2 separate regions of the Mus musculus genome follow, and region 2 is linked to region 1. The links are chromatin contacts, called in public Hi-C maps. All regions are on one chromosome and are shown on one strand. The core of a region is the stretch at or near the end of the contact, and the rest is flanking DNA. Distances in the headings are between cores, read along the strand shown.

Region 1 (6,129 bases), core at 73-2,572:
TGCCTGTTCTGTCCCAGGAAGTCATGATCCCGAGCTTCCTACATTTGTATCTGTGAGCGTAGCTTGTGCTATAAGCAAGGACCAGGGCCTTCCTTGCTGTGGAGAGAAACTAATGACAATCCAAAGGATGACTGATTCCAGACAGCTTTGTTACAAGTAGATAGTTATTCCAGTTAGCAGGATAGATTGAAAAAAAAAAAAATACAGGACCACAAAACACAAGGCCCTCTGCACAGGGTGCTAGCTGACTGTTTAACAGTGTCCTCTAAGGATCATATTTACACTGTAAGTTTCTCCCATGTAAGAGCAAGTGAGCCCGGCTGGTTAAGGACAGTTATGGTTCAGTGCCTGGCAGCTGTCAGATAGGCAGCTGTCTATCTGTGTCAGCAGCAGACAGTCCAATGCTCGGAATCTGATGTCCCACGATAGGCTGCCAGGGGGAACTCAGTCAGGAGAGTAAGTTCTATTTTCAAGCATGGGCTTGACCTGTAAAAGGAAGGGATAGGTGGTCTATCCTTCGTTAACCACGGTTGCTATGGCCAAACCTCTAAGCCCATTTCAGCAGCTGAACCGCTGAATAAATGTAGCCTTTGTTTTCTGGGTGTTCAGTAAAGAGCTAGCTAGAATTTATTCAATGCAGGCGAGTGATGCCTGGCACTAAGCCAGATGGAGCACTCTATGTTTTTTTTTTTTTTTTTTTACGTCCCTGTGAGATAAAATTACACAGGGAGGCTACAAGGGGTGGGGGTTGGGTGTATTAGTTCTTGGCTTCTGCTGTCAGCGAAGGCTCTCTGAACAGGTGCTGGCTCTGCCTGTCAAGACAGGTCACCACATAACCAGGGCACAGAAAATCAATCCTTCAGATGCATTTATCAGGTCTGGAGGCTCCTTTCTGTCCTCTTGTCAGAAGCACGACTTGCTGGGGATCATGGTTTTGCAGAAGGGAGAACAGCACAGAGCTCACACAGTATAGATTTGTAAGCTTGGTACATTAATGGTCTGTCTTTAAAAGTGTGTTCTAGTAGACTGTGCAGAATGATAAGAAACACTTGGCTTGTATCCACCACCATAAGCGTTTGTCTTTGATGAGAACTGCTCACGCTAAAGCTTTATTGTAATGTTCCCTATCATTTTATGATCTACAAGGTCATTTGGGGTCTCTCTAAGAACACAGCTCCCATTTATAACACGATTTCAATGGAGAATAAGCTGTGAAAAAACCAGTTTTGAATAAAGCTCACATTTGCCAGAAAACAGCACCAGTGTGATTCAAATAGGCCAGTCGTTGTGTACCAAGGGCACTGCCAACCTGTGCTGACCGGGGCTGAGCGCACTGGGAGAATCCCACATTTGGATTCTCTGGCAGCTACAGTGCTCAGCACCTCTCAGCTACAGCCCTAAAATTTCTGTGTCTTAATTTGACCCTCAACACCGAGCTCCAGAGCTGGACACACTCTGGAGAGAGGACAAAGGGCTAGTGTTTGTGGTAATGGGTGGGGAACCACCTCCACTGGCCTAATGTTGGGCTGGTGAAGGCATCTGACAACATAGGGAGTAACAGCGGCCTAGGCCATCCTCACCTCATCTGAGAGTATGGGACTGTGGGTTTTGTTCATACGGGATCTGTGTTCGGACCCCAGGTAGATGAGAACCTACATTACCTACCTCATTTGGAGGCGTTGGGATGGGAAAAGTGTGGTGTGTGATCTCTTGTGAGGCAAGTGCTTCACAGATATTATCAACTACTATGGCACCCTCATCCCACTCCGGAGTCAGGGGCTCATGAAATGCAGGTTGTCCTCAAACTTGCTAGAATGATAACGAACTCCTGATCATTTCATTGTTTCCTGTACCAGCCAGTTAAGTAGGGCTATTGAAACCATGGAGGTTGCTGAAGGAGTGCTGTTGCTTTTCTACTTAATCAGGAACAACAATTCATATGGGTAGGAATCCTACAAGAAGAGCGAGGCCCCCATGTGACAGAAGGACTGCAAAGGAGGCTAATAGCACGGCAGGCAGCTTATTTCAGACTTTAGAGAGGGAAGTCATCGATGAAAGGAAGAAAAGGAAGGGGAAATGAATATCAAATCATTAAAAGAGTGTAAGTAATTAGACTAAGAAGCACGGCGTTTGGGTTATCTGGAAGGATAGTGATTGTGTAATCGTGACGTGCACTTTCACACAGTGCTGGGGATCAAACCCAGGGCTTCATGTGTAAGGACACGCTTTCTACCAACTCTCACCTCTTTAGTTCAGACAGTCACATATTTAACACAGAGGCATCTCAGTACAGAGCAAAGTAGCCTTTCAGAGAACCAAGAGCTACAGACAGCACAGGTGCTAACACCCATGGCTCTCAGACTGAGTCTCAACTACAAAGTCACTTTACCGTTTCAGTCTTGGTTTTTTTTTTTTTTTTTTTTTTTTTTTTTTCAGGAGGATGGGCATAAAAAGCCATGTAACTCACTGGAGGTTAATGCAAGGTAACAAACACACCTACAATACCCAAGATACGACCTTTTGCACTCTCGTGCCTGGGGAATGACAAAGTCGCACTTCTGAGCTGCCCCGGATAGTATGTTTCAGATCCTGCCACTTAACTGGCAGGCTAAGCAACCAGGGGGTCAAATCCATCAGCGTCCTCAAGCTCGTACCTTTCCCGGCGTTCCGAGGTGGCAAAGGGGGAGCCTCACTGGTGGGTGATGTGGGCAAATCTGTGCTCGTAGAGGCGAAGATCTGGTTGGTGAAGGCTCCGTAGGAGAGCCGCTGCTTGTCCCGTGGAGTGCTGAACCCTGGCAGTGCCAGCTTGTCCTGTGGCGAGATGCTGGAGGAGTGGCAGAAGCTCTGTGGTCTGGGCGAGCGTTCCTTTTTGATCGGGCTTGGCTGGTACAGGAAACAACAGATGGGATGAGACTCAAGGGCTGCCCTTGAGGTGTCCAGAAGACCCCTGCAGAGTGGGCTCAGGAGGTCATCTGGGTCCTATGGCCCTCGGTGTGGTATGTGGTTGGCCATCAACACAGCTTCACAGAAGTGACAGGGAAGGAAGACTTTACACTGCCGACATCCTCATCAGTAAGTCCCACCAATGCCCATAGTTAGGGATCAGTAGGACATTCAAAAGTGACAGGTAATAGTCTTTATTCAACAAACAACTCCCTGCAAAGGACCTGTCAGCCTTATTTGAACACTATCCCCGTTAACCTTGAACCTTTGTTACATCAAGTCCTTTTCTCTGTACAAACCTTTCACCTTCACCCTTCTTCCACAGCTGGTTTAGAGGTGCTACCCACAGGCTACAGGCTTGGAGCTTGAAATCCCACCCACATTCTTGGGCTGCAAACCATTGCCAATTGCCCAGATGGTATTTTATACACTGTGGTGGCTTGAGCACCATCCAACTCTACCTGTGGTCCTTACACATCACCTGCATCCCGTGTGTGGCATGGAAGCCTCAGATGGACCCTGTCACTTAGTCCTAGCAAGGTGCTCACTGCTCTCACTGCAGCAGAATGGCCCTGATTCTTCTCTTCCCCTCATCTCAATGTATACACTACAGGAACGGTTGGTAGGAAACTCAGTCCTGCTAATAAATGTCTGCTGGCCTCTGACTGCTTGGGTAAAGATAAAGGTTGAACCTGAAAAACTACTCACAACTCTGCAGGGCACCTCTTCCCTTCCCCAGGAAGATGCTTCCCACTCACAGGGTGAGCGGTTGGTTCTATTCCTCTTTTCTTTCCTCTGGCCAGTACCCACCTAGTCTCGGAAATCCATCTCTGTAGCTGCCTTCTTGATGAGACTGCCAGGGCTCACCAAGGCTGAGGAGCTAGGTGTCTGGAATGCTCGGACTTTCACTAGACAGTCACATTACCATCTGAGTTAGCATTTCTCTCCTCTTGAAATGGAGAGCAACATTAGGACCTTTGTCTGAGTATCCCTTATAATCCCGCCTGGCATACATCTGATGATAAATATGGTGGAACTTTCAAAGGTAGATAAATACCACCTACAAGAGTCACCAAGACCTGGGCCTAATCCTAGAGATAGCCATCTCTCTATCAGCTAGAAGGCTTCAGAAAAGATGCCAAGTCCTCTTGTGCCTAAGTTTTCTCTGGGTACAATCACCGCATCCTGTGAGGTTCTACAGAGACAATCTGAGACAATGGAAAAATATTTATCTCAACTTAGACCACGGGTAAACCCCTCAAACGTGACAATTATGGGTACTTATATGTAGTGTTTTACATGTTTAATTCTACACAGCGACTAGGCTGTGGGGTGCAGGCAATCATCAGTGTAGACACGGCCTTCATTTTAAAGCCGATCACAACGGAATCAGTGGCATCTGAGCTGCCCTCCAAAATGTCCGTGGGCCTCGTGCTGTCAGCTGAAGACCTTAAGAAAAAGTGACCAGGACTTTGGCTTTCAGACCCTCTTGAGCCTCATCTCTGTGCTATCACTGGCTGCTGGAACTAGTAGCTTGTCGGCTGGCCAGCTCCACAACTGCACAGGCCACTTCCTTCAAATGACTGTCTCTTTCCAGATCTTTCCCACAGGTTCTATTGTCCGGCTATTACATGGTGCCCAACAGAGACCAAATGGCTTCCTCAGGTCAGAAGACCCAGTCCAATGCAGCTCACAGAAGGTGGGAGATGGCCCAGGTGCTCTGGAGGGTGCAGCATGTGGAGCACGCACCCGTGCACTCACCTTGTCATCCAGATCGTCATCGCTCTCATCCATCTCGTCCTGTCGAAGATTCCACTCATACTCTACGTGGACATGAGGGTTGAACTTTCCAGATTTAGCCTGGGAAAGCTGTAAGGAACAGCAAGGGCACACCACTTAATGGAAATGCTCAAATATCCACCACTCTACAAGCACCAAGCAAGACCCCACCCCTCAGCCCCAAAGGACACGGCCCAGGGGGCACAGTTCTGACTAGACAAGCTGGGTGGCCGCATGACACACCCAGGGCAGTGTGGGCAGAGACTGTGGTCTCAAAGGACTCCAAGATACAAAATACAGGTGCTGGAGAGATGGTTCTTGTTGCAGATAATCTGGGTTTGGGTCTCAGAACCCACACGGTGGCTCACATGGTAACTAGTTCTAATGTTCTCTTCTGGTCTCTATAGGACCCAGGCACACAAGTGGTATATATACATGCAGCATGTAAGTAAAATACTCATATACAAAAAAAGAAAATTAAATAAATCTTAAGGGATAACAAGAATACATAATACAGCCAGTGATCGTGGTGCAGGTCCTGGCGCTAGGGAAGATTAGAGTTTCAGTCCTCCCTGCAACCCCCACCTGCCAGCCCCTCCCCACAAGAACTCAGCAAGAAACAAATAAAAATATCAAAGCAACAAAAATTACAAAAGGTACAACTTCCAGGTCTGGAGAAACTCAAACTCAGTGGAGTGTCCTTTCCTTCTCCAGCCTCGCCTGGCCTGGGCCTCTGAAATGCAGAGATATTTCCTTACTGCAATGCCTCCCCCATGGAGCCTGGGCTTGTTTGGAGCTTGTGATCCTCCGCCTAAGCCTCCTGAGGGCTCAGGTTACAGGCATGTCCCACTATCCCCAGTCCATTAAGTGAAAACTTAATCCTCATCGAGAGGTCTTAAAAGGGTGGAAACTCAGAAATGGTACTGAGATCAGGGCCTTTGGGAGGTGATGAGGATTAGACAGGGGTTTCAGGAAGGAGCCATAATGGATGAACATTGGTGGCTTTAGATGAGGGACCACTGAGCAGAAAACATAGGTACTCTCCTGTCTCTCATAGTGGGATTAACTGGGAGAAGAAAAAGGCCATCTCGGATACAGCCCCTTTACCCTGAACCACGAGTCAACACACACCTGTTTTCTTTACAACTCGCTCAGTCTGTATATTACATGCTGTCTGCAACAGAGGGCAGACACCAGGCGCTGTGGTTAAGAGAACCCCGCTCACGTGAAGGTCCAGCAGGAGATTAGCGAAGTAGGGAGAGAAAGGTGAGTGTGCACAGGAGGGAGGCAGGAGGGAGGGTGCTAAGCTTGCAGAAAACCACTACACTCTTCTCAGCTCTTGAACTGACTGCCTAAGGAATCCTATCCTCTCCCCTTAGCTGCAAAGCAGCCTGGTGTCCTGGCAAA
Region 2 (6,766 bases), core at 4,063-6,562, 390 kb after region 1:
AGTGCTAGAAAGTGAACCTGGGTCCTCTGGAACAACAGTAAGTGCTCTTAACCACAGAGCCATCTCTCCAGCCACACAAGTAGTGTTTAAATGCTCAAAAATTTGTATTTATTATTATTTTCCAATGAGGCATACAATGATGGCTAAAGCGCTAGGTGTTCCTGTTAGATTCCTACTAAGGGTTCAGCAGCTTGACCCATTGTGGATTTCAAATGTTCAGTGTAAATGTGAATGTAGTACAGTGATGAGAATATTGCTGTAGGAACCATGACGGTCTTGAGGACCTCTGAGGTCATTGGGTCAAATTGTTGAAGCCATCACTTTAAAGATATGTGGGTTTTCCCTCTTTCCCTCAGACACACAAATTAGTGGCCACAACAACCAGGACAGGAATGGTACTAAATTCTAAGTATTTCCTGAGTACTTGTCTCCAGGTACACAGTAAATAAGCACATTTTAACCTCAGTAAATGTCAGTCACAAGAATGTGAATGGTTTGCAAGCTTATTGACATCCATGGCCTCCTCAATCAAATGAATTTAGTGATTCAGAATTCATTTGAAAGTATCTATCAGTGACTTTTCAATAACCAGAATTCTCAGCTGGACCATCCTGAACTCATTTTATGCATCATGGAAGCCAGCACCTTAAATACACCAGAAAGACTATATTGTGGGTTATTCACTGTAGTTAACAGGGAAAAGATTATCATTACAAGCAGATACTTGTCTCCTGTTCCTGAAGTGTTAGGTAAAACTACTTTAATCCTAAATTCACTTCTAAATGATACAAAAATTGCTGGGAGCCTCCCAGCCTAGAGCAAGAGATACAGAGTCAGAGTCAGGTGTATATTTAAAGATCGATGGTCTCAGGGCATACTAGCTTTCAAACTATACTAAATTCTTGTTGATAACTTCAAAAGGTCTTTAAAAATTTCTTGCTTGTTCTGTGGGTTTAAAGGCAATGGCTTAAGCAATTAAAACTTGTCACCTGTGGTGGGGGTAGGGTGGGAGGCTACTTGGTTCTATCTTTGCAAGAACTACTCAGCTTTAACTTCTAGCCTAATAGTTGAAATTGCAGGAAGAAATAGGGACACACTGGAAAGTGGTTTTAGCTCTTATTTCTAAGTTCTAAAAAATTTCCTATGAAAGCTTTCTAAGAAAAAGGGGATCAGGATCTAACAAAAAGGGAAATAAGGATCTCCAAGAAAAAGTGGGATGAGGGAATCTAAGAAAAGCAGGATAAGGAATGCTAAGAGAAAGGGATTAGGAGAATGCTAAGAAAAGCTCAAAAAGGATAAGGCTCTCCTCTCTTTGTCCTCAGGACTTATCTGTCTTTCAGAATACATGGTTACATGGTAAAAAGTTCATTACAAGTTTACACATAAATTTAAATCATAAATCAAATACGAAGTTTACAACAGGCAATGTTTACATGCATATCCACTAGGAATAACTATCTGGCTAAACATTCATTATCTGTCCCAAGATCAACAGGTTTATGGAGAGTTAAAAATGATAACTTTTTTGTGACTAAGTATTAGTGAAGTTTTGTATAGATAAACCTAGTTAATATTTTATCTTCTGTCCTTGCACCTATAGTAAATCATTAGTCCCCCTTTTATTACCTTTGGTTAATGGTTTTACAAACTTTTGGAATGTGCTCTGAGTAGCAGATGACTGCTTGCTATCTCAGAAGCCATTAAGTCATGACACTAAAGACTGGCAGAGTTCTTATTGCAGATTTCATTATCAGAGAGAACCTAATAGCAATCCCACTATAAAAGAGCTTAATAAATATTGATATACGTCTAGGAATTCTTATAGGATCATCATTAAGAAATAAGAAATCATCTATTTGTCTATATAGCATCACAAGACAGTAATCTTCATTGTTCTACGGAGATTTGTCCCAAAGGGTGGGCTAATACTCAGTGTTATTATATATGTTAATAATTATAGGAAAAGCCTATTAATAGCAGGAATCTTTCCTAAAACTAATTTCTCTTGGGCCTTGCCTATGGGAGCAAATCTGTCATGGAATATAATTCAAGGCAGACTCATCTCAGGAAGATTACCTGCTAGTTATTAGCTTCTTGGCCCCTGACAAACAACCTACTGGCTTGAGTTTACATTCACATCCTAAATGCGGTAGAATTTCTGAAGGGAATGGAACCTTTCATAGCGTTAATTCCAGGGAACATCTCTATGATTTAGACAGTAGCTGCATGGTAGCCTAAAAACACCTGTTGCTTCCTTGGTCATGTTTACTACAAGGTATTTATTTTTGAATGCTGATCTAAGTGAGATTACTTTCTTGATTTTTGTCTCATCATGTTTATTATTATTATTATGTAGAAAACTACTGATAATTATACATTGATTTAACACTGCTACTTTGCAGAAAGTGTTGATCAGCTTTAAGAGTCTTCTGCTAGAACATACGGATGCTATTAAGTATAGAATCATATTGTCAACACATAGGGATAATTGAATTTCTCCCATTTATATCTGTACCCCTTTTATTTCTTTCTCTTATCTCATTACAATAGTTAAATCTTGGAGCACTGTTTTGAGCAAGGTTGGAAAGCATGGCTATCCAGTCTCATTTCTGATTTTAGAGAAAATGTTTTCAGGTTTTTCCCACTATTAATGTTGACAATAAGATCATCATATGTAGGGTTTTATTATGGTGAGTTATATTCCTCTTGTTCCTAGTTTATTTAGGACTTTTAGCATGAAGAGATGTCAAACTTTGTCAAAGGCCTTTCTTGTATCTACTGACATGATCACGTGATTTCTGCCCTTGAATCTATTTATTTGATGTATTATATTTTTGATTTGCCTATATTAAACCATCCTCAAAACTTTTAAATAAGTCAACTGAATCATGGGAATCATGGTCCTTTTGATGTACCAATGAGTTCAGTTTGTCTATTTTATAGAAAATTTTTGTGTTAATATTCATCTGGGTGGCCACTTACAGTTTTGCTGTTGTATCTTTATCTGGCCCCAAAACATTCCTACCCTTTTTGTTTTATGGAGGATCTTGGTGTTAGTTATTCTCTGAATGTCCAGTAGAATTCAGTAATGAATCCATCTGGGCCTGGACAGATTTTGGTTGAAAATATTATTATTATTGTTGTTGTTGTTGTTGTTGTTACTGCTTCAATCTCATTGCTTATAACAAGTCTGTTTGAGTTGGTTTAATTTTGGCAGATGCTATATGTCTGGGAATTTATCTGTATTTTTTAGATGTTGCAAGTTATCCTGAGAATTTCATTGGCATCAGTTGCAAAGAATCCCCTTTCAAATCTAAGTTTACTAATTTGTGTCTTCTCACACTTTCCTTTGGTTTAGCTTAGGCATTGTCAATTATGTTTATTTTCTCAAAGCAACCTCTCTTTGTTTCATTTATTCTTGGTTTACTGTTCTTTTCACTTCTGTCTCATTAGTTTCTTCCCTGATCCTTATCATTTATTTCCACTTAGTGAGTGGGTTTAGCTTATTCTTGTTATTCTAAGAGCCTATGATAAGTGCATCATTAAACTATATCAGACAACTTAAAGTATTTATAGTCATAAACTTCCCACTTAAAATGGATTTCCTTGTAAGTTAGAGGTTTTAATAAGTTTTTTTCATTTCATTTGATTCTAGAAACTTAAAAAAAATTTTCCCTAGATTTATTCATTGATCCACACATCTGGCAAAAGTATATTTTTCAGTCTCCATGAGTTTTTATTTCTTTTTTTCCAGCATAATATTTTTATTGATTCTTTGGGAATTTTACACCATGTACCTTGATAACACACATTTTCCAGTCCTTCTGTGTCTGACTCCTGACCCCTGTGACCACCTCCCATGAACACTAAAATAGAAAAGGAAAAAAAAAAAACCTCAAGTGCAAATTGTGTTATCTATATATTTACCAGAGCATGGTCAAACTCTCAGTGGCCTGCTCCTTAAATAGAAGCAGTGTCTCTTACTTCTACTTGGTAGATCAACTTCCAACTTTTGACTCTTAGTCTGTGAGTATCTTTGCCCATGTGGTGTGTTTCATTGAGACAAGAGATAATTGGATCTTGCCTTTTAATCTAGCCAGTTAGTCTGTGGGTTTTTATTGGAGAGTTGAGGTTATTTACATTTAAGTTATTATTGATTGGTACTTGCCAATTACTATAATTTATTTTAGTTATATTTTGGTTATTTGTTTATTCTTTTCTATTTACCTTATTAGAATCAGAGATTTTTCTGGTTTACTGTATTGGGCATGGTTGACTCCTGCAAGCTTTCCTTTGTTCAACTATCCTCCCATGAGATTTTTCTTCTGTGTGCTGTTATGACTGAGATAGTCTTTCTCTTCTGTGCATAGTATTATTTTAAGTATCTTCTGCAGTATTGGCACAGCAGTCACATACTGTGTTAGTTTGTGTTTGTCACATAGTGACCTTATTTCTCAATTAATTTTGAAAGATAAAATTTTACATATAGAAATATTGATTGTTAGTTACTTAGTTTCAGGGGTTGAGATATATCATTCCATGTTTCTTGGTTTTTAGGTTTGCAGACAAGAGGCCTGATATATTTTGATGTGTTGCTTTTGTTAGTGAGTTAGTTGCTCTTTTTCTCTTACAGCTTTTAATATTATAACTTTGGTTTATGTTTTTGGTATATTGACTTCAAAAGATCAAATATTCTTCAGCTTATTGGAGGATCCACATGTGCTTGCGAGAACTTTAGACTTTTCAACTCCACAGTGTGAAAGACAGGTAGATGGCTGCAGAGGTTCATTCACCTACTGAGCTCAGGCTCTGGGCTGTCAAATTCCAATGTTGTTCTCAGTTAGAGAGGGAGGGCTACTTTTTTCTGTAATAGGACTCACTTCCTGAGCCCAACTCCCTGATGCTTGTATCTTCTCAGCTTGAAAAGGGTAGGGAAGGGAGAGGCAAGGTACAAGAGGCTGCTGTCCATGACTGCCTCCAAGGAGTCCCTCTTGGTGCTATGGCAAGTTAGACTCAAGCTTCCTGATTTATGATTGTTCCTGTCCTCAAGTGCTCTGGGTAGTGTATTTTTACACAGCAGGGTTGAAGATAGTGCACAGCTACCAAGTTGTACTGAGTGACAAAATGGAATTTTTGTGCCCTTGTGGTGACCTGTCTGTTAGAGGAATCACTGTCCCACTAAAGCCTGTAAGGAATTTGAAGCTTGAGAGGGTTGTGGGTTTTCCCCAAGGGAAGGACTGCTAATCTGTTTCCATCAGGGCCTGGAATGGGGTTTTTGCTTTTCTTCCGAAAGCCAGGAGCTGAGTTGTTGGAGCTCAGTTCAGCCTGGGCCACCTCCTGTTGATTTCGTTATCTTGTGTCCAACACTCTGCATCTGTTCTAGCACACTCTTGGTGGATTTCTGAAAGGTCTTCTCTTTCTGAGTCTTCAACATGTCTACTTTTCTGATTCAGAATCTTTACCGTGTCACACGGAGGCAACTAGAACTCTACCATCTTACCCAGATCTGCATTTTATCAAGATCCCAGGTGACTGGTGTGCACAAGTGAAAAATGCCAGAGCTCAAACTCTCTTAGGGCTGTTGATAAAATTATAAACACTAGAATGAGCTTGAGAATCAGCTGTCTTGCAGCATGTGGATCTGGCCACTCAGGGATGGTATCCCCCAGGGATAACAAAGAACTGCTGCATGTGGACAATTACTGAATTCAGGTCAGATTATTTACAGCTGACAAGTGCCCATTCTGTATCAGGAAGTCGAACACTTACAAAGTAAATATAATTCAGTCCTTTTCCTCTAGAAGTTGACAGGCACAGAAGTCAACAGTGTCGGGATACTGACATAAGTGCCATGACAAATGATGGGTAGCCTGAAGGGGCACTGGTCTTAAATGCCAGCCCTGGAGTGGTATAGTCTTGGGCAAGTAAAAAATTTTGTGCTTGGTAAATGAGATTGCACTGCCTGGTATTCAGGGCCGCTTGCAGACAAGTGAATGAGTGTATGCACATTTCTGGTGATGCCGTAGTGGGGTTAGAGAAGGACTGAGATGGAGAACACTATAGTGCTTTCTGATTGGATACTCAGACTCATGCATTTCTTTATAATTGCTTTAGGCAGGCAGACAAGGGGAAAGTCGATATGGCCAGAATTAGACAGAAACCTCTTGGCAGCAGTGGCAGCTGAAGTTGGAATTAAATGGAACTATTAAAGAATTTGAACCTAGAGGTCTGGGGCGAGCAGAAGATACAAAATCCTTTGTAAACCAACCTCTGTGCTTGGACTTTGTAATAAGAGAGAGATGATCTGTCAGTGTTAATTTGGATCAATGAGACTAGAATCCCAACTCTTTCTGACTTTGGTTTTGGGGTGGTCTGTAACCCTGTTGGGGAGGTGTCTGGAATGTGTGGAGCAGTTCCTTTCAATGATGGGTGGTGGGTGCTAGACCACCCAGGGGTTTCTCTGAAAAGCAGTCAAGGAGAAATGAGCAGGAGCAAGCAGGGTCACTGCTGACAGACCCTGATTCTAGAATCTTCCTTGGAGGGTGCTCAGGTTTGAAAGGAGTGGGGGATGTAGCATGGGGTGGGGGGGATGTCCATACACTTCCTCCATGCCTTTGTTTTTCTTTGTTGTAATCCCTTGGGAACAACTGCTTACTAGAAAGAAAAATCGAGTAACACCTGATTAGAAAGGACTGCCTCCAAATGGTAAGGCACGGATTACACTTTTGAGTTAATTTTTCAGTTTGTACACAGTCTAACTTGGGAC

What was found. A called contact is a pair of places that touch in the nucleus more often than the background predicts.
Region 2: a contact with region 1 is called in a Hi-C map of the N1E-115 cell line, with 2.2 times the contacts expected there. The contact joins two enhancer-like sites. A contact is called at or near these places in 3 of 15 datasets of contacts at CTCF or cohesin (the NIH/3T3 cell line, large pre-B cells and pro-B cells), 6 of 484 Hi-C or Micro-C datasets (the HL-1 cell line, the N1E-115 cell line, bone marrow-derived macrophages and 3 more) and 1 of 115 datasets of contacts at active chromatin or transcription factors (the NIH/3T3 cell line).

The regions. Positions count from the first base shown.
Region 1 is chr15:64,117,304-64,123,432 of GRCm38.p6, forward strand. Asap1 (ArfGAP with SH3 domain, ankyrin repeat and PH domain1) reads right to left here. Exons shown (of 31, transcript NM_010026.3): 24 at 4,705-4,812; 25 at 2,655-2,883. Among named protein-coding and RNA genes, the nearest start is that of Gm20717, 22 kb to the left of the region's middle. Within about 2 kb of position 1,323, at least 79 of the 459 cell types and tissues checked have an H3K27ac peak or open chromatin away from gene starts, as enhancers often do. A contact at or near this core is called in the N1E-115 cell line, where this site is marked.
Region 2 is chr15:64,505,694-64,512,459 of GRCm38.p6, forward strand. No RefSeq gene overlaps it. Among named protein-coding and RNA genes, the nearest start is that of Gm46509, 5.5 kb to the left of the region's middle. Within about 2 kb of position 5,313, at least 20 of the 459 cell types and tissues checked have an H3K27ac peak or open chromatin away from gene starts, as enhancers often do. A contact at or near this core is called in the N1E-115 cell line, where this site is marked.